Regions from separate parts of the Mus musculus genome. Here all the other regions are linked to region 1. Evidence: chromatin contacts called from public Hi-C, HiChIP or PLAC-seq and promoter capture Hi-C data. All regions are on one chromosome and are shown on one strand. The core of a region is the stretch at or near the end of the contact, and the rest is flanking DNA. Distances in the headings are between cores, read along the strand shown.

Region 1 (3,663 bases), core at 522-3,021:
TCATTTATAACCTATATATGTACTAACTCTTAAGAAGATTCTCTGTGCATTTCAAATGGTAAGACAAATACCCTACCGTTTAATTATGTCTAATTACAAGTAAGATTAGTTCAAGGTTGATAGGGCAGCCTGAAGAATAAACTAGTTTAAAGAGGCGCGCTGGCGCTCGCTCTCAATCTCTCTCTGGGGGAAAAAAAAAACAAAAAACAAAAAACAAAAAACAAAAAACTTAACTCAGGTTGGGCCAGGAGGAAGAAAGTGAAAAGCAATCTTCCCGTGTAGGTAACTCAGTGTTCGAAGTTAAGTCCCTAAAACCAGTGAGTGCCATGCAGAGCGTGCAACTTCGGCACCACAATCTAGACTCTCAGCACTGTGGTACGGCTTGCTCTCTTCTCCACAGACCTTCCAGCAGACACCAATAAAAGAACTCATGCAACCCAGTCGGATATTGTAGCAACAACGAGGGTGAGAGTTCAGCTAACAGAAAAACGATCTCGCTCTAAAAAGCAACGCAATACAACTGTGCAAATAGTGTGGCGAGCTGAGAGCACTTAAGGGCCTTAGGGGGGAAAGAGACACTCCGGAAAATACCTGGTGCTGGAAAAACACGAGGCGCTACCACTGCGCTCGCTTTCGGGATAATATTTTCCCCCCCTACATTCTAACACTCCACTCTCCCGGAAAGAAAGCATGAAACTGCGAGGCTGAGCGGACAAGGGGTTCCAGTCACCACCAGCAGCCAGAAGGCAATCCCGGGGCTGCTCCGATGGCAGGAAGGAGAGAAATGAAATAAAATGCAACAAGGCGCAAAGCTGCGGCGGAGAGGGCGTGGGGAAGGGGGCCCCCGGAGCAAGCCGGGGCGCGGCGGCGAAGAGGCGCCGCGCGGAGCCGGCCCACCCCGGCGGCCGAGGACCCAGGCTCCGCTCCCAGGCAAACTTCGCCAAGCGGGCAGGGGGCGCGCCCGGCCCGGCCCGCGGGAGACCGGGTGGGATCCGAGGGGCTCCAGACAAACGGGGACCGCGGGCTGCCTGCGGGGGAAGGGCGGGCACACTCACCACGGGTCGAACTCGTGGATGATGCTCTCGAAGCGGATGACGGCGAAGAGGCGCGAGCTGAAGCCGGCCAGCCAGGCCAGGAAGAGGATGGTGAAGGAGAGCAACGACTGCCACCCGGCCGGCTGCGACAAGCCCCCGGACAGCCCCGCGGGGGGCCCCGGCTTCGGCGCCGCCGCCCTGGACGCGCTCTGGGTTCCGGGCCCATGGTGCCCGTGGCGGCTGTTCCCCAGAGCCATGAGGCCGCTCCACGGGGACGAGTTGAGGGACGACTTGTGCTTGCTCTCCGGGGCCGAGGGCTCCGCCATGTTGTGCCCCGGCGGCGGGTCTCGCTCGTCCTCCGCGGCCACCGCCGCCGCCTGGAGCGAGGGGTGCTGGGCGGAGACCCAGAGGAGGAGGAGGAGGGCGACGGCGACGACAACGAGGAGGAGGAGGAGGCGGAGGCGGAGGAAGAGCTGGGCGCGCTCCCGCCCTCAGCACCGCGAGGCCGGGACACTGGGGGTGGTGGAGGCGGCAGCGATCCGAAGTCTCCGCCTCAACAGTGGCCGCGACCGTCGCGGTCTCAACCCAAAAGGCCCCTGCGCCCCACTAGCCATCCGTGTCCCCCGTGCGGCTGAGGAGGCGGCGGTGGCGGCGAGAGCCGACGGGACGAGGGCGCCAGAGGAGCGGCGGCTCGGAGCGGCAATGACATTCCCCCGCCCGCCCAGCCGCGAGGAGCACAAAAGGGGAGGAGCCCCCTGGAGTCCGGGCGGAGCTCAGGCAACCTTTGACTCCGCCCCCTCGCCCAACAGGAACTGGCCCCTCCGCCTGTCACAGAGCGACAGGTCCGTTAAGGGGCGGGGCCGGAATGGCGGCGTGCGCCAATAGGAGCGCGAGCGGGGCCTTGGGCGGGGCTTCGGCTGAATGGCCCTCCACCCCCTCCGCCTCGCGGCCTCCCGCCTATTCGCCGCCGGCCGTGGCTACGATTTCATTGTCAGTTGAAAGACGCGGTTTCGCGCGCGAGCCCGTTCGGGGCCCTGGGGAAGGGCACCAGGAGGTTCGGCTCGCTTCCCCGCGCGGATTCCGACTCGAGCAGCAGAAGGTCCCACGTCCCAGTCGACCGAAGGAACAGAGAGCACGGCTTGGCCGGGTGCTCGGCGGCCGTGACTTTTAACCCGCTCAGCGCGGGGCGCCCGCCACGTGACGGGGCGCGCAGGCGCGGTGCGGGGCCCTAGGCGCGTGGGTCCAGCCGCTGTGCTGAACGTGCCAGAGTGAGTGGCTGGGTCGCTACATTCTCTGTCCCCGCCCTGCTGCTCTGAAAACTTGGAGTGGGCAGATGTCGTCCGAGCTGCAGTAAGATGTAGCCAGGCGGACACACACATAAATGTCACATTCTTTTTGCTGTGTTCTCCAGGACTTTTTTTTTTTTTTTTTTTTTTTGCAGCTCAATCTTTTGACTGCAAGAATTCATTATTTACACCTGCCTACGTTCCGTCACCAAATTAACTTTTCCTGGACTGTATTAGCTATTGCCCAATTTTCACTCTAGCCAACTGAAACGTAGGAACTTTTCCTTGTCTGGGGCAGTTTGCTTGTACCTTCTCCTTCCTCCACAACTAGCTCCGCCCATCCCCAAAAGGACAAAAGTCAGAACTAAAGATCCGGAGGGTCATTGCAGTGTTAGAAGCCCTCTTGGCAGGTACAGAGGTTAATGTAGAAACAAGGGCCGGCTAATATTTCACTGGTTTCTCGTGTACATTCACAACTGTCCATCTTGTTAGGGAACACCAGAATCTTTAAAATGTGTGTAAAGATTAAGTCCTGTAAATTTGCAAAATAAAATTATGTTCCGTTGCTCATTGTCAAAGGTTAGGTAAATGAACAAATGTACCTAACTAATAGGCTCAGCCACTCCCAACCTGGTGATTAACTTTGCCGGTTTCCTTATAAAAATAAATAGACTCTCATCAGGGAAAATGAACAGCTTCCATAAATAGACCTCCTCACCACCATTTTAATATCCAACATTTATTAAACATGTAAATTTTAATGAGATTCATAGTGGAATATTAACCAATCCCTTAGAACAAAGAGGTGACATGGCCTTTCTCAGAAAAGTGCACATTAAAATGGCAGCGTTTATTTTTGCCCATGTTTCATGAGCCAATGTTCTATTAATCTAAAATAACAGAATTTATCTGACGACTCTCATTTTAGACATTTTGGGTGTCTCTGGTGTTGCAGATGTTCCCTGATGAGTTTCTCTGTCTTCTTCCTCTTGGCTGTTTAATCGCGGGAGGCCCCATGTGAAGGGGAGTAGAAACAATTAACAATAAATTATAAAACACAAGTCACCTGTGTGGGACCATCCCTTCATCTTTGTGTGTGAGAGTGGGCATACATGTACTAAGGCATAGCATGTGGAGGTCAAATTACATGCTCAGATGTTGGTCCTTTTGACACACCAGGTTAGCCTCCTGTCTCAACCTGTGGGTCTTGATCCTTGTGTCAAACTTCTATCTCCAAAAGTATTTCCATGGTGACTCATGACAGTAGCAAAATGGCACTTATGATGTAGCAACAGAAATAATTTTTATAATCGGGGGTCACCACAACACAAGGAGTTGTATTA
Region 2 (3,663 bases), core at 340-2,839, 630 kb after region 1:
CCACTGTAGTTCCTCTGTATTAGTTAGTAAACTGTCATGTTATTTTGATTATGTGACTGTTATGGGACTTAAAAATGTGTCCGTGGCCCAGAGTATGCCAAAAGGATGAGGGAGCGGGGAAGGAGGAGAAGGAGGAGGAGGGGGGAGTAGGAGGAAGAGGAGGATGAGGAGGGAGGAGGAAGCAGATGGGGGAGGAGGAGGAAGAGGAGAAGGAGAAAGAAGAAGTGAAGAAAGGAAGGAAGGAAGAAAAAGTTCAGGAATAGATTTATTTAGAGGATACTGGTTTACTCTTGGCAATTTCAAATTACCAACTCACTTAGTCAAATGTGTCAGAATCAAAATAAAAAATTAGAATCTTTAGGTAGATATAAGAGAAATAGAAGGCCTGCAGATATAGCTCAGTTGGTTGAGTGGTTGCCTAATATGCACAAAGCCTTGGGTTCTATTCCTGTCACTAAATAAACCAGGCATGGTGGCTCGTACCTATAATCCCAGCACTCAGGAGATGGAGGCAGGAAGATCAGGAGTTCAAGGTCACCCTCTGCTACATAGTGAGTTCAAGGCCATCTGGATATTTGAGACTCATGAAAAACAAACAAAAACCCAAACCAGTAAATGTTAGGTCTTGATGCGATTTTCACACGAATGCCATCACTATTGTGGCTTTCAGTAAACAGTAAACAGTGGTGCTGTACCACCTGCTTGATTGCTACCATAGGACAAATACCCACGGAAGATGTTTCAAAGCGGGAGGTGGGGCTGGTTTTCTGAAATATGCACACTTTCCAGTCCTGAGAAGGTAATCCAGTGTCTTAATCTACACAGGCATTATGTTCTGTGAATTCTGACACTGAACTAAATTTAGTGGAAAGAACACCATAAAATCCCGACTAAAAATAATTGGATTAAGTTCCCTTGGGAAAGCCTGGCGCATATATCTAAAACCCAGTCAGAATCTCCTAAGCAGAGGCACCTCCTTCATTATTACAGTGCCTGTCAGAAGTCGGGAGTGACATTTAATGCAGTAGATTGTTTTCAGTTTACTGAGTATTTTCCATAATGTTACCATGGAAATCAATCATAAATTAACACAGAACTTTAAAAAAGCCTATTAAAATTACTTGTAGAGATGTCTGGTTGTCTCTGCCAGATCAGAGGGAGTTTTCTGTGCTTTAATTGAAAAGGCATTTGCTTCGATTTGGGTTTTCTTTATTGAACCCATGGTTGAAAGAGGCGGTGGGGGGTGGGAAACCCACATTAAATTCTATAACCAAACCCATTTCCCCCACACATCCCAAATTAGAAAGGCCCCCTGCCTTTGTGCTTCTTATCATGCTGTGTTTCTTATGTCTGAGAATGTCAAGCGGGTGAGCCTGGGTTTGGTGTGAAGATTCACACTCGGAAAGCCGGGGACTTTTATGAGACCTTTTAAGTAAGGAGAGAGATGGGAGTGAGGGCAGTGAGTTGGGGGAGGGGGGAAGGGGCTCTTACTCTGTGACAAACAAGATTTTAAAGATGGAGTTTGAAGTAGGTTGAATCCGGAAGTGTCTGAACTGAGTGCTGAGTCACAGCTGCTACCCCATCTGCTTCTTGCCAGTCAGGCTGCTCGGCAGGAGGAACGGGAAGGCTACTCCCTGACTGTCACTATAGGTGAACACTTGAAATCCGTGACACTAGGGGAAGGGTGTTAGGGACCATTTCTCAGGGGCTCAGGAGGCTGTGGATAGCAGGAGAGACCGGAAGGTGAAGCAAAGCTCTCAGTCTCTCCAGTTTTACTGAGAAACGTTGATGTGGAGAAAGAGTTATGCCTAAGCACTTCATGGGGTGGGAGGAGGAGACCACAGGGCCTTATGGATCCTCTGATGACTTGCTGGCCACACAACCATGAGAACTGGAGTTCTGCCTTCCTGGATCCCATCTTAAAGGCCAGGTGAGGCTTCATGCACCTAAAAACTCAGCTATGGGGAGACAGTCACCTCACAGGACCCCACTGGTCAGCCAGTATAGGTGAATGGGCAAGCTCAGGGTGGAATGACACACTCCCTTTTCAACTAAGGTGGAAAGAAACTGAGAGAGACATCTGCCACCAACCTCTGGCCTGTAGGGGCACACACATGTATACACACACATGTGCATACATAGACCTGTGCACACACACACATAAATACATATATCAACATGTACACAAATCCGCACATAGAAAAGGAACTTTAACAGTTTTTCTTGTATATATGCTAAGTACTTTAAAAATTGACATGTATTTACATATAATAAGGTACACAAATAGGACTCGCTCAGCTCCTGGCACAGAGTAGGCTCAGACCATTTCTAGAACTGAGAGGCCCTTTGTGGCCCTGTTCAGTTGAGAAGCCCTTCCTTGGTGTAGCAAATCCTTACCTCTATTCTGTAAATGTCTATGCTGATTTATGTGGAATCACACTGGGCTGACCTACGCGTGAACGACCCATTGGGGCCCAGTCACTGTGAAAGTGAAGGCTTTGTTTTCCTATTACAGACCATCCAAGATTTTTCAACCAGCTCTATGCTGGCCTTGATTACTACTCCTTGGCGGCCCGGATTATAACAGAGGCGCTGAATCCAAGCATGTAAGTACCATGTGACCGGAGGTTAGAGACGTGAGTTTCACTGTAATGACTTGTTTTTGCAAAGTCAAACCAGGAGAAGTGTCAGAGCCCTAGGACTCCAAGCCATGTTTGAGGAGGTGTTTCTGCCAGGTGAAGCTGTGGGAGAATGCCAGGTACACCTATCAACCAAACAGAGAGACCTGGTTAAGCAACTCTCCACTAACTCCTGCAAAAAAAAAAGAGACACAGGGCTGTGCTATACATTAGCAGCTGAACAGAAACAAGTCTTGGGCTGAGGAGATGGGTCAGTTGGGAAAGTACTTACCTCACGAGTATGAAGAACAAAGTACAGCCCTCAGAACCCAAGTGTAAAGCGGACACATTGTAATCTCAGTTCAAAGAGGCAGAGACAGGAAGTTCCTTGGTGCCACTGGCTAGCCAGATGAGCCTCTTAGTAAACGCCAGGCCAGTGACAGACCCTGCCTCAAATAACAAGTGGGTGGCTACTAGAGAACCACGTTCAAGGGTTTCCTCTGATTTACACACACACACACACACACACACACACACACACACACACACGGGGTGGGGGGAGAGACAGACAGACAGAAATATAGACAGGCACACAGACAGATAGGCATACACAGACTCACAGACAAAGGCACATACACAGACACAGACAGGCAAACACAGACATAGACAGGCATAGACAGACACACAAACACACACAAACAGACACACAGAGACATAGACAGACACACAGACAAACAGACACACAGACACACACAGACATAGACAGACTTAGACAGACAGACACATAAACAGACACAGACAGAGAGATACACACAAACACATGTACCTTTGATGCTATCCTTAGAAGTTATAAAGTCTGTTTAAAGAAAGATGCAGACTAAATGGCCTTAATGTGAATGAACGCAAAATCCAGACACACACCTGAGAGACAGGTGTGTTATACTATAAATGGAAATGGAGGGATGTTTGTTCCAGGAAAGTCTTCTCTGAGAAAAGGTAACAGCTAAGAGAAGGTTGAGTACAGGTTAAGCAGGTGAGAGAGACA
Region 3 (3,663 bases), core at 380-2,879, 620 kb before region 1:
GCAGATATAGCTCAGCAATTAAGAGCACTTGCTTGGGCTGGAGAGATGGCTCAGCAGTTAAGAGAACCAACTGCTCTTCCAGAGGTCCTGAGTTCAATTCCCTGCAACTACATGGTGGCTCACAACCATCTGTAATGGGATATGATGTTCTCTTCTGGTGTGTCTGAAGACAGTGACAGTGTACTCATATAAACAAACAAACAAACAAACAAATAGAAGAGCACTTGCTCCTTTCCAGAGGACTTAGATTCAATTCCCAGCACCCACATGCTAGCTCTCAACCCAATCCACGTTCCAGGGAATTGATGCTCCCTTCGGGCCTCTACTGGCACCAGGGCATAGACATTCATGTGGTGCACAGACATACATCCAGGCAAAATACCTGTATACATAAAGTAATAAATATATCTTTGACAGAAGATTTAAAAATAAAAACAGTAATTACCACGCGCTGAACACTTATGATTTTCTGGGCACAGTTATAAATCTTTTATGTGAATCATCCCATTTAATCTTCCCTTTATCCCACATTACTAGGGTCTGAACTCGAGATTAGCGAGTGGACAAACCCTAGTAAATGCAGTGCCTGTAGCAAATGCAGCGCGGGGTTGTGGATTTTCTCGCTTGCATAGTAGCATCATCACTCGGGTCACGTGAACGAGCTCTCTTCAAAGTAAGGGGAAAAAATGTTCAAAAGTCAGACTATCTTCAGCAATTGTTCTTATGGGGCGCACGACAGCCTTAAAGCCATCGACTCTTTCTGGAAACAGGCCTTAGATTTTCCATTATATTTAGCTAATCAAGTTCTAGTAGAGAATTATCTGGGGTCTGGCTTAGGTTCTCCGTGCTTGTGTATTAACCATGGTAACGGAGAGCCGACTCCTGTAGGGAGTCTTTTCAGATCTCACAGGAATCTGAAACATCAGACATCAGACCAGAGGTGGGCATAGTGATGTGCACCGGTTCACCTGCCTCAGCACTTAGGACCCACAGGCAAGCAGATCGGTAAAGACTCTAGCCTGGGCTACGTGAGATTCCCATCAGAAAACAAACCAAAACACAAATCCATCAAGACCATTAATTTTCCAAGTGTTGCCAACATTTATGTCTCGCAGTCGCAAAGAGTCTGGAAGAACCGGCTCCAGATGTGGGTCCACCTTGAGGTACTCATCGTCCTTTTAGAATTTAAGGAGGAAAGAGCAGAAATCCAGGACCGGGGTAGTTAAGGCTGTTGAACCCCACTTGGCCCAACTGAAGGGTGGGCAGCGCTGGATATCCACGCCGGTCCCAGGTTACCGCCCCACTGAAAGGTGGGAAGCTGCTTCGCTTACTGACATGCCCGGCACGCCCGGCGGGCAACCGGGATGACGGGTGGTGCACTTTGGGCGGCGTTTCAGCTTGGAGACACAGGGAAAACCAGCATTACCACAGTCCAAGCAGAGAATCAGGCCGCGCATGCGCGACCCGGTCTGCTGCCGCGCATGTGCAGCAGCGCCCTGCTCCTTGGACAACCCCTCCCCAGACCCCGCCCTCAGGCTTGGTCCCCGCCCCCGCAGGCGCGGTCGGCTCCCGAGCCCGGAGCGTCCATATCCGGGTTCCGTCCGCCGCTGCTGCCGCCGCCGCCGCAGTCGCCGCTTCGTTCTTCCAGCCCTGTCAGGAGTGGTGTGATTCCCGACCAAGATGGCGGCCGTGGGGCGAGTCGGCTCGTTCGGTTCATCTCCACCCGGGCTAGCCTCGACCTACGCCAGCGGACCCCTAGCCAACGAGCTAGCGTCGGGCAGCGGCGGCCCCGCGGCGGGCGACGATGAGGACGGGCAGAACCTTTGGTAAGGACCGCACCCCTCTCCGGTCCCCCGCGGGTTATCTCCTCGCCAGGGCGGACGCCTCTGGGATCCCCGAGCCCCGCGGGAGCTGGGAGACGGGCGGGGCCTCCCGGGAGCTGGGCCCGGCGGTTCTCGTCCTCGGTCGGGCCCGGCCTTACTTAGCCTGCGCCTTGCTCCCTGTTAGGTCCTGCATCCTCAGCGAGGTCTCCACGCGCTCGCGCTCCAAGCTCCCGACCGGGAAGAACGTGCTGCTGCTGGGTAAGTGATATCCGATGTGGCCCGGGTGCACGGTCACATCCGTTCGCCCACTGCCTTTGTGCGGACACTCGGGCCCGGCTGCGCCCCGCCTCCCGGCTTGCTGCTGACAGCTGGGGGGACAAGGGGTCCCTGGTCCTTCCGGCCTGGACCCTCCGGTCTTTTCTCCTCCCTGGGATGTGGGGTGGCTCTGTCATCTCCTCTGGGAGAGACAGAATGAACATAACACCCGAGGCACTCCCAGTGGTCTGGGATTCTACCTAGAAAGACGGGGACAGTTTTTGACAGAGATTGGTAGCATGAGGGCTCTTGGTGAGAGCCCCAGCGCAAATGCATGCCATCAATATTTAATAGCAGACTCTTTTGTGTAATTGACAGGAGCCAGAGACTGGGTCGTGAGGAGTGTTATTTGAATCAGCGTTCTCCCGTTCTCCCAGTGCTGGGTGCTCGGGTTGCAGTTGCCTTTTTAACTGTCACCTAATAACTCTGAAATTTGTAAAGGGCAGTAGAACAGCGTTCTCATTTAGTGCCCTCAGCGGAATGGCTGGAATAAGGGAGACATGTCTCCCCTTTCTCTTAGGTTTTTTTTTTTTTTTTTTTTTAAATCTACTGGCTGCAAAGTGAGGATAAAGGACCCAGGGACAATAAACAATCCCACTTAACAGTTTTGCAGGTCTTTCCAGCTCTGGGAGGAATTCCAACCCCCACCTTTTCTTTTTACATGCAGGATATTGGAGTGTATAATAGGGTGACAGTAATATTTTACAACTTGGAAGTGGGTGTTTCGAGACTTCAGACTCTTTGATTTTAGCCAAAAGGCTGAGAAACTGTGCTTGAAGAGTTTTAGTTACCTGAGATTCTCCACGGGTGACAATGAATGAGTCGGTAGGAAGAAATGACTCATTCTCTATGACCCCACCACCACCAGTTACATGCACACACACACACACACACACACAAAACACAACACAACACATGCCTGTGCTTTGGGAAGCTGTGGTCAAGCTCGTTGAAAGCTTAGCATTGTGTCTTTTCCTGTGATTGAAAGCACCACGTGCAGATAGCCAGGACTGAGTACAAACATGTACAAACCACGCGGATCTGACGCAAGTCTGCTACTGTCCACAAACCTCGGTCCATTCATCTCTCAAAGGAGAGTTATGGAGAAACAGTCCCTACCTCCTGGAACTGTGGGAGAGCCAAATGGCTCACTGTAAAGCCAGGCCGCAGAGAATCCTGTGAGGGACCGGAGTGAATGAGAAAGCATTCCTGGGATGTCTTTAGCAAGTGAATTACCCCCTCCCCCCCCAGTTGAGTTGTGGCTCTGCCTGCTGCTCCCATTGCCCTGTGCCCAGTAAGCCTGTCTTCTTCCTTAAAAACAGAAAGGATTACTGCCCAAATACGCGGTATTGATGGGGCAGAAATAAAACAGGGCCCCAAAGCAACAAAACAAAAACCAGTTCCGGGACTGTTTGTAATTACTACTGTAGACAGGTTATTAATGTAGGTAGATTGTGTACTGATAAAGTGAACTTAAGACTGAATGACCCCCTTGGAGTAGATTATGTTTTCATTACTCTGTTAA
Region 4 (3,663 bases), core at 489-2,988, 580 kb before region 1:
TATGGCCTTTGTCTTTTGAATGTGCCTTATTTCCCTTCACAGTAATACTCTGTTGTATTCATTTTCCTACAGATGTCATGGTTTCACAAAACAAGAACAATAAACTTGAGTAAAATTCCACTAAATGTTCTGCATTTCTTTTGTCCACTCATCTGTTGGCATGGTCAGTATGTTCATGTCATATATCAATATCTGACACTCTGATTAATCTTTTTGTTAATTGTCCTTTGAAATTTTCATTAATCTGCTAACTGTCCTGCCAGAAAGGATTTTCTGTCTCTGGTTGGCACGGGGCAGTAAACTTAATATCCAGATCTGGTTTTCAGTTGTACTGTAAACATCCAATGATACTGAAAAACAAGAACAGGGAAGACAGCTTAGCTGGTAAAGTGCTGGCTGCCATTGGTGATGTGAGTTCGATTCCTAGAACCCATATAAAAAGACCAATGTAGCCTGTGCTTGTAACGGCGGAGCTGGCAAGGCGGGACGCTGATCTCTGGGTCTTCTTAGCCTTTTAGCCTCACCTATCTAGTAAGCTAGGTTCAGTGAGACACACTGCCCTAAAACAGGGTAGATGGTGCCTGAGGAACATACTCAAGGTTGACTTCTGACCTCCACACTTGCACCCGCGCGAGCCTGCACCTTCATACGCGGGTGCACCCCTCCCGCCCATGAGAAGATGACTATCTGAAAGATGGAAGATAGTGAGACGTGAGAAATAAGTCAAATCTCTGTGGGAGGAGCATGGAGGGGTGCAGCTCAACGGGGGGGGGGGCGGGGGGGCGGGGCGGGGGGAGACGGGGACGGGCGCGGGGGAGGAGGGCGGTTAGCATACAGAAGGACCTCAATGTGATCTCTGGCAGTTTTAAAAAAACAAAACAGGCTGAGGGGAGGAGGAGCACGTGCCTGTAATCTCAGCACTTCAGAGACAGAGGCAGGAGGATTGTCACTAGTTGCAGACTAGTGCTGGCTATGTACATAGTTCTAGGCTAGTCTGGGCACGTGAAACCTTGGTTTTATTTCTTTTATTTTTAAATCAGACCGAAACGAAACTAAAAGACACAGATCAAGTCAGGGCGGAGAGGTGGCTCAGTAGGTAAAGGCGCCAGTTACTAAGCCTGAAAATGAATTCAATTCTCAGGAAGAAATGACTCAGAATAGTTTTCTGACCTCAGCACAACGCTCCTTCTTAGATAGGTGGATGGACGGATGGATAGATAGATCGATAGATAGATAGATTAAAAATATAGATAAAATAGATAGATTAATCAAAGTGTAATTTAAAAAATCCAAAAAACAAAAAAGCTGAAGTCCATCGAAAGCATGAAACTGTCAAGAGTTAGCCGGGCAGTGGTGGCGCAACGCCTTTAATCCCAGCACTTGGGAGGCAGAGGCAGGCAGATTTCTGAGTTCGAGGCCAGCCTGGTCTACAGAGTGAGTTCCAGGATAGCCAGGGCTACACGGAGAAACCCTGTCTCGAAAAACCAAAAATAAATAAATAAATAAAATAAAAACCCAAAAAAAGAAAGAAACTGTCGAGAGTTAACCAGAGAGCAGGAAAGGCAGAGGGGTGTGGCGAACAAGAGGCGCGGCAAACCATGGGGGCGTGGCAAAGGGAGAGAAATTCTATGGGCTGGAGCTCAGCAAGCGAGGGGGCGTGACGAGGCGTGAGGAGGGCGGAGTTGACCGGAAGCGTGGGCGGAGTCCCAGGAAGTGACGCCCCCTACCGCTCGGCCGAGAGTTTAGCTGGGTGAGCGAGTGTTTGCGGGCGATGGAGAACGGAGCGGTCTACAGTCCCACCACCGAGGCGGCCCCGGGCACTGGCAGGGGTGCGCGCAGCGGCCTGGCCGCCTACTTCGTCCTGGGCAGGCTCCCTTGGCATCGGCGCATCCTCAAAGGCTTGCAGCTGGTGAGCCTACGGCGGCGGCCGGGACCTGTGGGCTGAGGGCTGGGGTGGATGCCTCGAGGCTGCCGCTCGCTCGGCCTCCTCGTTCGGGAAGCAGCCGTTTCCACACCCCAGTTCCTTCCCTTCCTACCCGGGAAGGAGGCGTTGCCGTCCACCGCCTACCCGTGGCCCGGCCTCAGCCTCTTAAACCCTTTTTCCCTTCTCTCAGCTAGAATTCTTTCATTATCGCCCAGAATGCTTGTGTTTCAGACAACGTAGTGCTTTCTGTTTATCTTTTCTGGCTTTTGCGGTTTTCCGGGTGCTGGCCCATTAGGGCAATATAACATGTCGGATAGTTTGTGTATGTGTTTAACTTGCACAGTGAGTTTGATCAAGGCAGAGAGAGTCGAAAGGGCATCTTTCTGCTTCATGTGTGCGGGTGAGAGAACCTGAACCTGCTTCTCTTTATTTCCGCCTAGGCGTGAAACTGTAGTCATCTTTGCTATTTAAATTATGATACTCCTGCTGTGTCTCAGCTGCCAATGGGTATTAAGGTTTTTCAAGAAGACACTTTTCGGAAAACCAAATTGTTTAGAATGTTTATGGGTTTTGTTTAGTTTTGTGAGCCATTTATGCTAAAAGTGGCCCACTGCCTTTCTTGGGAAGATTTAAAATTCTCAAAACGCCGATAATCAGAACTTACATTCTTGGAACTCAGTTGACCTACTTTCCTGAAGTAGAAAGCCAGCAGTTAGAAAACTGGCGCTGCTTTTAGGTGCCAGCTTGGGGATGAGAGGAAATCATTCAGAGACAAGTGATAAGTAGATCTGGTCTTGTGTAACCCCCTACATCCTCCTAAGATGTCTGCAGTGGACACCTTTAGGTTCCGCAGGCACCTGGGTTCCCCGTCTTTGCGCATTTGCAGAACCTGTTCCTTTAACCCAGATGGGTGTGGTTTTGCCCCCACCCTTCCACCTCCTTCTTTTCCTTCTCCCTCTCTCCCCTTGTTCCTCTCTTCCTCCCCCTCTCCTTTCCATTCCTTCTCTTCCACTCTTTTTTCACAGGGTCTCAAGTCTCATGTAGTCCAGTTAACTTTAGACTCACTAATGTAGAGGATGACCTTTGAACTCCTGATACTGCTGTCTCCACAGTGCTGGGATTACAGGTGTGCTCCACCGTGCGGTCTATGTGGTGCGGAGAATTGAACCCAGGGCCTTGTGCATGCGAGGCAAGTGCTCTGCCTACTGTGCTATAGCAACAGCTCCAGATTGTGTCTCTTTTGCGCTTCTCTTTTGCCCTTCTCTGCAGTAAACACATGTGTCTAATGGAACCTTTTGAACAGAGAAATTTCTGTTTGCTCCAAGGAAGTCATCTCTATTGGTCTTCTGCATGGGTGTGCAGAACAAAATCTCTTATTTTTAGTTGCTTTTATTTCTTTTTCTAATAAGAAATGCTAAAGCCGGAGTAAAAAATTCTCATTATTATAGTTCAGCAGGCCTTAGCTCTGTGTCTTCAGAATAGGACACAACCCGAAGTTTTGCTGGTGTTTTGCAGTTGAACCATAGAGATGAGTTTGCCTTGAAAAGGTCGTTAGCTGCTCTGTGTGTATTTGCCATCATGGGAATAGAGCAAAGCACTCTGTGAAATCCGTTTGTTATGGGGAACTTGTAATGCTAAAGCATGCTTTCTTTAAATACTTTACTCCCTATACACCCCACCTCCACCCCAGGCTGGCTGTTTTGAAACTCACTCTGTAGGCTAGGCCGGCTTTGAACTCA
Region 5 (3,663 bases), core at 591-3,090, 560 kb after region 1:
TCTTCCCATCTTACCAACCTGCTTTATCTGTATGTTGAATAATATGAATTAATTTATTGTAAACATTCAGGATGCATCTCTAAAAGCATCTTCAAAAACACACTCTGATATCATGTCAGGATCAAAATCGATAATTCTTCAGTATTGTCACATAGCGATAGCTTTGGTTGTCTCAGGAACACCTTTCTTTCTCCAGTCAGTCCCTCAGGAACTGCTCAGGCAGCATTGAGCCCCTGTGTGTCCCCCGAGTCTCTGGAGAGGTTCCTCCCTCAGCCCCCCTTCTCTCTTTCCTTTTGTATAAATTTTCTTGAAGAAGCCAGGCCATGAGTCTTGTAGCATGTGCATTCTAGATTTTCCCCACACCTTGTGGGCATTGCTTAACAAGTCCTCTGTTCATGACTTGCTCTGAACTGACAGGCCTGACTGCACACTGTCTTTATGCAATAATACAACTGTTTTTACTTTTTAAAATTACTTTTTTTTTAAAGTGTGAGTATGTGTGTGTTTGTGTGTGTGTGTGTGTGTGTGTGTGTGTGTGCAGGTCCCCATGGAGACCAGGAGGGGGCAATAGATTCTCATGGAGGTAGAATCACAGATGTTTGACAGCCACAAATGTGGCTGTGGAGAATGGGACCTGGTCCTCTACAATGGCAGCAAGTGCTCTGAACTGCTAGGCCATCTCCCCAGTACCTAATAGTAGCAATACTTAAGGACAGCTTGTCCCCTTCGAAAAAATGATCTATAGGTTGTGTACAGCAAGTTCTGGGTAAAATATGAAATCCTTCAGACCTCATTTAGTGTTTTATGGAGAAAGATAAATTTCAATGAATATCTATATCTTGGGGTATTCATGACAAATAAATTATTTTTGCCATGTGATCAAAAGTGATGACTTAAAGAAAGCACAGTATATTAAAATACAAATATAATTCATGCACCTATTTTATATACATAAAACAGTATACACTGTAAAGACATAAAAAGCCTATAGTAACATATAGTATGCAATTGAAAACATACTTGTGGATACTTTTTCATTTTAATAGTATATACAAAACTGTAATAGATATTGTAATTTAATATACTTTATTTAAGTATATTTAAATAAATATACATTTGTTTTAGCATATATAGCTTTCAGTTTGTATATATGGTATGTGTGTGTGTGTGTGTGTGTGTGTGTATGTGTGTGCACATGTGTGCACATGTGTATATGTGTGCCTGTCTGTGTTCGTGTGAATGCAGGCACATGCATGCTATGATGTGTGTGTGAAGCCCAGAGGACAACTTCAGGTTAATCCTTGCCTTTTATCTTGTTTGAGATGAGGTCTCTTTGTTCTTCCCCACTGTGTATGGCAGGGTAGCTGCCCACCAGCCTCCTGGGAGTCTCTTGTCTCTGTCTCCTATCTTGCCATAGGAGTGTGACGATTACAGATTCATATCATTGCATAGGGCTTTGTGTGGGTTCTGGGGACCCAAATATAAGCACTTATGCTTGTACGGCCAGTACTTTAACCATTGAGCCATCTTCTAGCCCCAAGGATTGCATATTTTAATATGCTTTAAAGTATTATTCACACTTTTAAATATTAACAACTATGTATGTATATATTTGCATCTACACCTTACAAAGTGTTATTATTTTTTAATACTTATAAAATGCATTATGTTTCCTGGTTTTTTTTTTAAGTTTCTAGAAATCTCCTCCCTAGGAGCAAGGCCATTCATCAGCAAGAAAAAATATGGCATCATGCACATTCATGACTCAGGTCACATATTCTATCCACAAACATGACTCTCCCCTCTGTGTGCCAGGCCTTGTCAAGAAGGCTCTGCACTGAGTGTGTCTGTTCTCATGTGCACATGGCCCACACTGGAGGGAGCTGCTGAGTCCTCTCATCATCTCCCTGTGTCTGTCACCTGTGATCCCCGTGCTCCCTCTGGTATGCTCACTGCTATCAATTTAGCTGCTGCACTTATGCCTCATGCTTTGTGTCTAGACACGGCCTAGTTTTTAGAGAGTTCTGACCTTTCTCTTTAGAGGATCCAATTTTAGCTCCAAAGCCAGAGAACTTGAGCCTCTGATTACTCATCTGGCACACTGCCTGGTCTCTTGTAGTGTCAGAGAGAGAGAGAGAGAGAGAGAGAGAGAGAGAGAGAGAGAGAGAGAGAGAGAGAGAGAGATTTCAGAACTCCTTTCTATAATAGAATTGATCTAGAAATGGTATGCCAGTTAGCTATTGTGCCCCCTACTACCCACCTAAGTTAGTGGCTCTAAAAAATAATAATTTACTTAACTCATGGCTTCAGGAGTGAATAATGTAGGTGAGGCATAGCTGGATGATTCCGGTCCTGCCTGGCCTCCATCCAGCAAAGACTCAAAGGTGAGATGTGTTTTCTGATGCTGCTGGCTTGTCTTTTAATTACTTACTTCATCATGAGGACAAGTGTCTGGCTCTTATGGTCTGCTGTCCTTCAGTATGTCAGTTTGGGTTCAAATAAGGGTCCAAAGATGTGAAAAGGAGATGGCTCATGCTTGGACCCTTCACACAAACAAATAGTCTCTCCTAAAAGAGAGCTGCCACAGAGCAATAATGCAGAGAGGGTGTGTACGGCGAGGGTGGAGCCTGGTAGTCATTTTGCAAACCATGGTTTGTTTCTGGGCAGTCATGGCTGAGGACCAGGGTGGAAGCAAATTCCTCCTGCAATGTCTTGCTTATGGTCACATCAAAGGAAGTGATCTGTCACTAGCAGACGACCAATCACTGACAATGAGTCAGTCTAGAGAGTTGCCCAGTCTGAAATATTACATGTATATTTCAGACACACAAAGCAAAGATCACACAAGGCCAGAGTCAAAGCTACACATTCCCATCTATTCTCTCAAGCGACACCAGTCATGATTAGGGGATGAGATCTAGACAGACCCTCCTTTGCATGGAGAGAGGACCACCTTCACTTCATCAGATGTCAGGGCTGCGGGTTTGATGAGTCTCCAGGCAGCCCAACTCCCCTGGAATGTTATTTCCTTCTAACATTACATGCTTGTCAAAGCAGTGAGGTATTACAGAGACGGGCTGTGGAAGTGCATGTCAAGGAGCATTCTGAGAGATGGAAGTGAATGGCGCACAGACCATTTAATTTTGAAACCAGCTCTGATTTCCAAATTTAGTTGAGACCTCTTGATGGGGACCTTTCCCACCTGGTGTTTATCCTTACTTCACCTATGGGGGGGGGGGGGCGGCGGTGCATGGTTAGTAGAAGACATACATGATGACCCAGACAGAAGTTCTCCAGGGTCTTGGAGAATTGATCCTACCCAATAAATACCCTTCATTCTACACTTTCTTTCACTATTTCCCTGTTATAGTCACCTGACACCTTCTAATGGGATTCAATTTTATTTCAACTTAATGGGGGGAAAACACCCCTGTGAGAGTTATGGTACTGGTTGCTTCTCTTTTCTTGTGGCCCATCCAGATTAGTGCTAGCAGCCCTTGTTGCAGCAGTGACAAAATGCCGGACAAAGAAATGTAAGGAGGAAAGGTTTATTAGGGCTCAGGTTTCTTGGCCGCAGGAGCTTGAGGCAGCTGGTCACGCTGAGTCTGTGGTTAGGAGGCAGAGAGAGATGGACACGCGTGATCCACTCACTTTCTCTATGCT
Region 6 (3,663 bases), core at 594-3,093, 560 kb before region 1:
TGCATCACAGAAACTTTTTAAAATAAAGGCAGCTGTAAAAGGCAGCAAGGATTCTCATTACCCCAACTTATTTATTTATTTATTTATTTATTTACTTATTTACTTATTTATTTATTTATTTTCGAGACAGGGTTTCCCTGTATAGCCCTGGCTGTCCTGGAATTCACTTTGTAGACCAGGCTGGCTTCGAACTCAGAAATCTGCCTGCCTCTGCCTCCCAAGTGCTGGGATTAAAGGCGTGCGCCACCACCGCCCGGCACCCCAACTTATTTTTAATGTTCCTATATGTCTGTGTATGTGCATGTTACAGTGCCTGTTAGAAGTCAGACTTGTGGGAGGCAGGGCTCTTTGTCCACCATGAGGGAGACCCAGGATCCAACTCAGCAAATGCCTTTTTTTTGCTGAACATATTCACCAGCCCTTTAAACAAATTTTTGTGGGGGGCTGGAGAGATGGCTCAATGGTTAGGAGCATTGTCTACTCTTCCAGAGGTCCTGAGTTCAATTCCCAGCAACCACACAAGGTGGCTCACAATCATCTATAATGGGATCTGATGCCCTCTTCTGGCATGCAGGTGTACATGCAGATAGAGCACTCGTGTATAAAATAAAATGTTTATACAGTCCTCAACATTTTGTATTTGTATTTTTTGTTGTTCTTCCTCCCGCCTCTCTCAGCAGGGAACTTCTGATCTTTCTGCTTCCACCTCCCAGTGTTGGAATAACAGACATGTTATATAACCTACGTGGTGGCTCACAACTATCTGTCACTTCAGCTCTAGGGGAGTTGACACCCTAACCTGGCCTCTGTAGGTACCATGTGTGCATGTTTGCACACATGCATGCAAGCAAAACACTCAAACACATAAAATAAAAATAATAAATGTTTTAAAAATAAGGAGATGCCCAACACAGTGGTGTACACTTATAATCCCAGACTGAGAGGCTGAGACAGGAGGATCATTATGAGTTCCAGGGCAGCCTGGGGTACATAGGTACAGAGTAAGACCCTATTTTTTTTCTTTTTTGAGACAGAGTTTGACCCTATATTCCTGGCTGTCCTGGAACTCACTTTGTAGACCAAGCTGGCCTTGCACTCACAGAGATCCACCTTCCTCTGTCTCCCGACTCCCGAGTGTTGGGATTAAAGGACTGTGCCTTTATCTCCACTGAGACCCTATCTTTAAAATAAATTAAGGATGTGGGAGAGAAGGTGTGGCTTGAGGCCAGTAGGGTGACAGGCAAATAAAGCCACCAAGGCTACACGGGGATGTCCCCTGCTGACATATGAACTCATGTGCTCTAGAGTAGAACTAACATAAGAAAAGCAACTGTGTGGTGATCGGTGGTTCCGGAAGTGATGGTGGAAAGAGAAAGATGGGCGCAAGAGACGATAAGCATCATGTGATGGCTAATCTTGGTTGTCAACTCGGCCACATCTGCAATCTACGAGAACCAAAGTATCTGGGCAAGCCTGTGTCCCCTGCAAGCCACTCTAATAAATCCTGTGTGTGTGCGCGTGCTTGAGAGAGAGCTATCTCTCTCGAGAAATTAAGGGGAAAGCTAATCTGAAGGTAGGAAGGGGACGGCCAGGCGTGGGCCAGTGGTTATTGTGTGCCCTGAATGGAAGACTATGACTAATCTGTGCGTCCACAGAAGTGTGCACATCTCTGCTCTACGTCAGAACCTCAGCCTCTGCTCTGGCCGGGCAGGAGTGGCAGTGCGTTCCTCTGGTCGCCAGGGGGCGCGCGCTGCACGAGTGGGCGCAAGTCGGTGGCCTCCACCTAAGGGTGGAGTTTCTGCAACTAGGAAGTAGAGCGCGGTTGGGAGGAGAGGCTGCTGCAGGCATGCACAACTGCGGCAGGGGAGGGAGGCTTCCGCCTGGCGAGGCCGCAGAGGAAACAGCTGGCAGCCCTGCGGGCCTCAGCAGGACTTCCCCGCTTTACCGCCAGGACACGCGCGGGGTCACTTGCCAGTGGGCGAGCCGGCCGGGTGTGCCCCCAGACAGGGCTTGTTTGGTTTCAGCTTCGTTTCTAGGTTTCGTTGGCAACGTTTCCAGATTGGGAGATGCTTAGCTAGAAGGCCCAGATTTCCAATTTTCTGGGTCACTGGGGCAGCTGGCATCAGTGAGCAGCTGGCAGCCCTGGGCCAGCTGCCACCTCCGAAGCGAAGCGCCCAGAAGGCAGGATCTGCCGCAGTTTAGAGAACCCTGACTGATCCGGACAGCGATCATCCTCAGGTGGTAGCCAATCGGTTGTGTGTGTGTGTGTGTGTGTGTGTGTGTGTGTGCGCGCGCATGAGGATATTTTTTATTTTTGCAGTTTTTCTAGATACATAAGAAGACAGTAAAATCTTAGGAACCTACTGACTGTCCTCACCTTCCCAGGAGGTAGTGAGTATTTTCTGAGGGGAAGCCTCTTGGAGCTGGTCACCCAGGCCATTGTAAGGTTAGAAGCATCTTTCATACCGGTTTCTTACAAACTTTTAAAAAAATGTTCAACTATTATTAATATATATATATACACATATATATACATATGTGTATATGTATATATGTATATATATATATATATAGTCTCTCTGTGTTAGTTCTGGAACTCACTTTTTTGGGATCGTGGTGGCTTAAATTTTTGGGTTTTTTGCTTGTTTGTTTTGTTTAATCCCAGCACTTGGGAGGCAGAGGCAAGTGGATCACAGAATTTAAGGCTAGCCTGGTCTACAGAGCTAGTTTCAAAACAGCCAAGGCTACAGAGAAACCCTGTTTCAAAAAGACCAAAACCAAAACAACAAAAGATACCTTAAAATGATTTTTACATTTTTACTTTTTTATTTATTTTATTTTTTTTGAGACAAGGTCTCCCTACGTGTAGCTATGCTAGCTTCAGACTTAGCATCTTCCTGCCTCAGCCTCCAGAATGCAGGAGTTACACAACACTTACCTTTTTGTTTTTAGTAAAGGTTGGTCTATCCTGGCCTGCCCTTGGTTGAATTCCGATCCTCCTGTCTCCACTTCTGCCTTGTTATTATGAACGGACCACCACAGGCTTCTTCACTGAGGGCATGTTTTGCATGCTGGATGAGCACTCTATTAAGTGAATTAAATTTATTTTTTAATAGCAAAAAAAAAAAAATCTTTTCAGGCTGGAGAGATGGTGTAGCAGTTAAGAGCACTGACTGCTCTTCCAGAGGTCTTGAGTTCAATTCCCAGCAACCACAAAGTAGCTCACAACCATCTGCAATATAGATCTGATGCCCTCTTCTGGTGTGTCTGAAGACAGCTACAGCATACTCATATACATAAAATAAATAAATAAATCTTTAAAAAAAAGGGAAAAATCTCTTCAATTCAGTTCATTCTTGAAAGTCTATTCTATAGAACAGGGAATCGGCAAATATCCACAACTAATAACACAAATGACATTTACTTATTGTAAGGCTGGTTGATAAACACAGAGGGGTCTGTGGTTTATACTTATAATCCCAGCATCTGGAACAGGGAGGCAGGAAGATCAGGGGTTTAAGGGCATCCTTGGGTATGTATGGACTTCAAGGCCAGCCTGGGCTATAGAGACTCCATGTCTTACTAGAGAGAGAGAGAGAGAGCAAGAGCCTAGGCTCTTGTGCAGAGAGGTGGCTGCAGCCCTGTTCTCTCCTGTTCCTCTGC
Region 7 (3,663 bases), core at 863-3,362, 540 kb after region 1:
GAGGGGACTTCGGGATTATTGAAAAGAGGTTAGGTTCATTACTGAATAACAAAGGAAGGTTATTTGGTTTATTTTCAGGTCTGAATTACCTTGAAGCTCAATTTCATTCTTAAGTGAGCTCTCGGTCTAGGGGTGGGTGGAGTGCTCAGACATGCAGGAAGAACAATCCTTGACTCTGCTCTGACCTCAGTTTCTCTAACTACATCATGGTATGCATGCTTAGCTCAGAAATGCAGATATCTACCTGGGCAAGCGACATGTAAGATGTCATGGATGTAAGAAGTGTACCTCCATGCAAATCCCATGCAAAGCCCAGCACCGCTGCTTCCAGTACACACTTCACGTCTGCAGAAGCAACTTGCTGTGGCATTGGTTTCTTCGACAGAACATGGAGCCGTGTGCATTCCTGCCAGGATTCTTCTGATGTTTTGTTTCCTCATGGGTGTAGACTGTATCTCTTCTTCAACTTCAAATGCACCTTGTTTGTATATTAAACCACAGATTCTCACCGTGTTCTTTAAAAAATCAGTCTAGCACATGCGTTTCTTTCAAAGCCGGGCGGCTGGCTCAGTCTTTGGGAATTTTTCCACTTCTGAAAAACACATGGGTATAAAGATAAATGCTTCTTTCTTTTTTATTATAGGATAGAAAACGCCCCACTCTGGATGTGATAACACCTGGCTGTTGACACTTAGCCCCAGTGTGGACAGGCAGAGGGCGGTAGGGACTGTGACACATGGTGAGCTCTTACATTGGAAAAATTAGAGACAGGAGCCTGTCCTTCCTGTAGCCAGCTGCTAGTTGGCATTTGGCAAGACTTGAGTTTGGACCTCTGAGGATATGGGTTTGGTATGGCTGTGTCACCCAATGATTTCTTGAAGAAGAGCAGTGTATCCTGATATTTCAAATGGCTACTAGGCTAGGGAGATAGCTTAGTTGGTGAAGTACCTACTGTTGTGTTTTATAAAAAACAAAAAGAAGCCAGGGATATGTTTGGTGGAGGCACAATATGGTGTGGGGGAAGGGAGTGCCTCAGTGGGCCCATGCTGAGATATCCCTTTCCTCTGAGGTAGAATAGAGTTAATTTAGGACATGGGGAGGAGAGTTGAGGGGGTAGTAGAGACCAGGGAAATAGAGAGAGGGAGAAAGAGAGAGAGAGAGAGAGAGAGAGAGAGAGAGAGAGAGAGAGAGAGAGAGGCAGAGAGAGAGAGTAGAGGAGTAGAGGCTGGCCATGAGCACCTGGAGAGAGAGAGGGGGGAGGGGAATGGGGAGAGAATGGAGAATGGAAAGAGGGAGGAAAAGGTAAGAACGAGAATGAGGAGGGAGCAAGCAGCTCCTTTTCAGGAGCCAGGCACACCTGGCTGTTGTCAGGTAACTGTGGGGCAGAGCCTAGAAGAAATGCCAACACCTACCTCTCAGACATGAAGACCTGAGTTCGAGTCCCTAGATCCCAGCTTATTAGTGATGACGCACTGGGAAGGACCTAGGCAGATTCCTGTCAGACAGCCTAGATTACCTGGCAAACTTCAGGTCAGTGAGAAACTGTCTCACAGCAGCAGCAACAACAACAAGAAAAGAGAGATGTATGTACCTGAATCCTGACAGTCAAGGTCATCCCCTGGCCTCTACAGGCATAGGCACACAGATGCACATGCACCTATACACATACATGTGCCTGTGTACACATGAACACATATGTACACATAAACACACAATTAGTGACCAAACTTAAGTGTTAACATTAATGGGCTCAACAGGGTCATGGTTCAGGTTACTTATGATTTACTTACATCTGATATTCACAAAGTTTGAAGTCATTTGGCCATATAACAGATTGTGTGTGTGTGTGTGTGTGTGTGTGTGTGAGTGTGTGTGTGTACACCTGAGGGTGCCAGAAGAGGGTGCTGGGCCCCTGGAGCTAGTATTGTAGTCAGTAGTGAGCCACCATGTGGGTACTGGGAACCATGTTCTGACCTAAGCCCATTCTCTTAACCATTTGACCTTAAAGGTCCCTTAGCGTTCCTAAAAAATGACACTCCTCGGGCAGGTATCACTTACCCTGGGCACTTAAATCCTTCACCCACCCTCCCTCATTCACGCTGAGGGTCAGAACTCAGCTCCTTAAGCCTGGCAGCAGAAACTACGCCCGCTGAGACATCTCCTCATTCCCTGTATTTCTTTATGTTTAAAACCAATTTCCTTAATAGACATTACTTTATGAAGTTCGTTGACGGTGAACAGATTTATCTGAGTCTGTATGAAGTTACTGGCTGAGGACATTTTACTTTTGTGTATGGAGAATGAGGTGGGGAGAGATTAGCATGTCAGCCTGAGGCCTGGCCTACATTAGGGGACTGAAGAGGGGGCAGCTGATTAGGATCAGCATCTTCCAATCAAATCTCATATGTAAATAAGTAACTACATTTGATTGGCTGCTGGTGACGCTCAGGGGAGGAGATTCACATTTTGTTTTTCCTGCGTCCCCTTCCCCAAACAAGGTTAATACAAACTGAGAGACTCAGCGGTACCTTTAAACAATCCGTCACAGCGGAGAGACTTCCTGGCTTTTTGGTTAAAGAGCTTTTGAATGTATGTATGAGCAATATAGGAGCTGGCTCTTTACTTCAGCAAATATGAAGATGTATTATCCCTCGAGGTTTGTTATTAACCTACGTTTCACCTCCGTTAATATTTACTCCATGGGTCAATAAATCTTGATATCTACTCCAACAGAAGCCAATATCGTCAGATTATGAGTTATTAATCTTGACCAAGCTGAAAAGTGTCTGAATATTTTTCTTTCACTAGAAGAAAAGGAAAGAAAAAAAATTCAGGTTTCTTCGTTTCCTCCTCCTCCTCCTCCTCCTCCTCCTCCTCCTCCTCCTCCTCCTCCTCCTCCTCCTCCTCCCCCTCCTTCTCCTCCTCCTCCTCCTCCTCCCCCTCCCCCTCCCCCTCCCCCTCCTCCTCCTCCCCCTCCTTCTCCCTCTCCTCTTCTTCTCTTCCTTTGCCTCTTCTTCCTCCTCCTTCCCCTCCTCCTCCTTCTTCCATCTCCCTAAAACGGGAAGGTTTTTTTCACTTGGAATACCAGCTTCCTCATGAGACTGGTCTGAGCCCTCACGTAAGATCTGGAAACTCAGTCCCATTGACAGAGCCTCCTGGGGTGGAGGCAGAGGACTGCATCTTGGCATCTTGCTTTAAGAGCCCTGTGAATTAGAAAGACCTAAAAGGACAATTGCTGCTACATATATTTCTATTGTTTGGTGACTTTGCATGACTTGACTTAAAAGCTAACAAGGGCTGGGGAGATGACTGTCTATACAACGTTTGCTTGTGCGGTGGGTACCCGAGTTTGATTGCGAGAACCCATATGAAAACTAGACCGGAGGGCACACACTTGTAGTTCTGGTGCTGGGGAGACAAAGACAGATTCCTGGGACTCACTGGGCACCCAAACTAACCTAATTGGCAAGCTTCAGGCCAGTGGGAAACCCTGAAAAAAGAGATCAAGGTGGATAAAGAAGAATTAACCGTTGGCTTATACACATGCACGCGTGCACACTCCCGCATGCACATACACATACACTTATGCATGCACACGCACATGCATGCGCACAAATATACAAACTTTTATGATGATGATGACAACGATGATGTTATGATGAT

What was found. Promoter capture Hi-C pulls out the DNA fragments that hold promoters and counts their contacts. A called contact is a pair of places that touch in the nucleus more often than the background predicts. HiChIP or PLAC-seq counts read pairs in DNA pulled down with a chosen protein or histone mark.
Region 2: a contact with region 1 is called in an H3K4me3 HiChIP or PLAC-seq map of forebrain, with 5 times the contacts expected there. The contact joins the enhancer-like site here to the promoter of Stt3b in region 1. A contact is called at or near these places in 1 of 39 promoter capture datasets (hippocampal neurons), 2 of 484 Hi-C or Micro-C datasets (cerebral cortex and cortical neurons) and 6 of 115 datasets of contacts at active chromatin or transcription factors (SST interneurons, embryonic basal ganglia, embryonic forebrain and 3 more).
Region 3: a promoter capture Hi-C map of pre-B cells shows a contact between it and region 1, with 2.9 times the contacts expected there. The contact joins the promoter of Dync1li1 here to the promoter of Stt3b in region 1. A contact is called at or near these places in 2 of 39 promoter capture datasets (liver and pre-B cells), 3 of 484 Hi-C or Micro-C datasets (the G1E-ER4 cell line, embryonic stem cells and erythroblasts), 2 of 115 datasets of contacts at active chromatin or transcription factors (bone marrow-derived macrophages and large pre-B cells) and 1 of 9 other capture datasets (liver).
Region 4: a contact with region 1 is called in a promoter capture Hi-C map of erythroid cells, with 17 times the contacts expected there. The contact joins the promoter of Cmtm6 here to the promoter of Stt3b in region 1. A contact is called at or near these places in 1 of 39 promoter capture datasets (erythroid cells), 1 of 484 Hi-C or Micro-C datasets (embryonic stem cells), 6 of 115 datasets of contacts at active chromatin or transcription factors (the NIH/3T3 cell line, bone marrow-derived dendritic cells, extraembryonic endoderm stem cells and 3 more) and 2 of 9 other capture datasets (adipose tissue and liver).
Region 5: a contact with region 1 is called in a Hi-C map of muscle stem cells, with 2.9 times the contacts expected there. The contact joins the enhancer-like site here to the promoter of Stt3b in region 1. A contact is called at or near these places in 5 of 39 promoter capture datasets (the C10 cell line, embryonic stem cells, hippocampal neurons and 2 more), 11 of 484 Hi-C or Micro-C datasets (adipose-derived mesenchymal stem cells, cerebellar granule neurons, cerebral cortex and 4 more), 15 of 115 datasets of contacts at active chromatin or transcription factors (acute myeloid leukemia, astrocytes, cardiomyocytes and 12 more) and 1 of 9 other capture datasets (embryonic stem cells).
Region 6: a Hi-C map of the G1E-ER4 cell line shows a contact between it and region 1, with 4 times the contacts expected there. The contact joins the enhancer-like site here to the promoter of Stt3b in region 1. A contact is called at or near these places in 1 of 39 promoter capture datasets (pre-B cells), 5 of 484 Hi-C or Micro-C datasets (the G1E-ER4 cell line and peritoneal macrophages) and 9 of 115 datasets of contacts at active chromatin or transcription factors (astrocytes, bone marrow-derived dendritic cells, effector CD8 T cells and 6 more).
Region 7: an H3K4me3 HiChIP or PLAC-seq map of embryonic limb bud shows a contact between it and region 1, with 2.8 times the contacts expected there. The contact joins the enhancer-like site here to the promoter of Stt3b in region 1. A contact is called at or near these places in 3 of 39 promoter capture datasets (the C10 cell line, the HPC-7 cell line and hippocampal neurons), 4 of 484 Hi-C or Micro-C datasets (cerebellar granule neurons, cortical neurons, embryonic stem cells and 1 more), 10 of 115 datasets of contacts at active chromatin or transcription factors (acute myeloid leukemia, embryonic forebrain, embryonic hindbrain and 7 more) and 1 of 9 other capture datasets (embryonic stem cells).

What each region holds. Positions count from the first base shown.
Region 1 is chr9:115,308,697-115,312,359 of GRCm38.p6, forward strand. It overlaps Stt3b (STT3, subunit of the oligosaccharyltransferase complex, homolog B (S. cerevisiae)), which reads right to left and starts at 1,772. Exons shown (of 16, transcript NM_024222.3): 1 at 1,056-1,772. The coding sequence starts at 1,360.
Region 2 is chr9:115,941,657-115,945,319 of GRCm38.p6, forward strand. Gadl1 (glutamate decarboxylase-like 1) reads left to right here. Exons shown (of 15, transcript NM_028638.1): 4 at 2,516-2,606. Among named protein-coding and RNA genes, the nearest start is that of Gadl1, 34 kb to the left of the region's middle. Within about 2 kb of position 1,590, at least 33 of the 459 cell types and tissues checked have an H3K27ac peak or open chromatin away from gene starts, as enhancers often do. A contact at or near this core is called in SST interneurons, cerebral cortex, cortical neurons and 3 more, where this site is marked.
Region 3 is chr9:114,687,202-114,690,864 of GRCm38.p6, forward strand. Dync1li1 (dynein cytoplasmic 1 light intermediate chain 1) reads left to right here and starts at 1,630. Exons shown (of 13, transcript NM_146229.2): 1 at 1,630-1,826; 2 at 2,008-2,081. The coding sequence starts at 1,681.
Region 4 is chr9:114,729,465-114,733,127 of GRCm38.p6, forward strand. It overlaps Cmtm6 (CKLF-like MARVEL transmembrane domain containing 6), which reads left to right and starts at 1,739. Exons shown (of 4, transcript NM_026036.3): 1 at 1,739-1,909. The coding sequence starts at 1,772.
Region 5 is chr9:115,865,496-115,869,158 of GRCm38.p6, forward strand. No RefSeq gene overlaps it. Among named protein-coding and RNA genes, the nearest start is that of Gadl1, 42 kb to the right of the region's middle. Within about 2 kb of position 1,841, at least 15 of the 459 cell types and tissues checked have an H3K27ac peak or open chromatin away from gene starts, as enhancers often do. A contact at or near this core is called in adipose-derived mesenchymal stem cells and muscle stem cells, where this site is marked.
Region 6 is chr9:114,751,223-114,754,885 of GRCm38.p6, forward strand. No RefSeq gene overlaps it. Among named protein-coding and RNA genes, the nearest start is that of Gm9888, 15 kb to the right of the region's middle. Within about 2 kb of position 1,844, at least 226 of the 459 cell types and tissues checked have an H3K27ac peak or open chromatin away from gene starts, as enhancers often do. A contact at or near this core is called in the G1E-ER4 cell line, astrocytes, embryonic basal ganglia and 4 more, where this site is marked.
Region 7 is chr9:115,845,454-115,849,116 of GRCm38.p6, forward strand. No RefSeq gene overlaps it. Among named protein-coding and RNA genes, the nearest start is that of Gadl1, 62 kb to the right of the region's middle. Within about 2 kb of position 2,113, at least 29 of the 459 cell types and tissues checked have an H3K27ac peak or open chromatin away from gene starts, as enhancers often do. A contact at or near this core is called in embryonic limb bud, where this site is marked.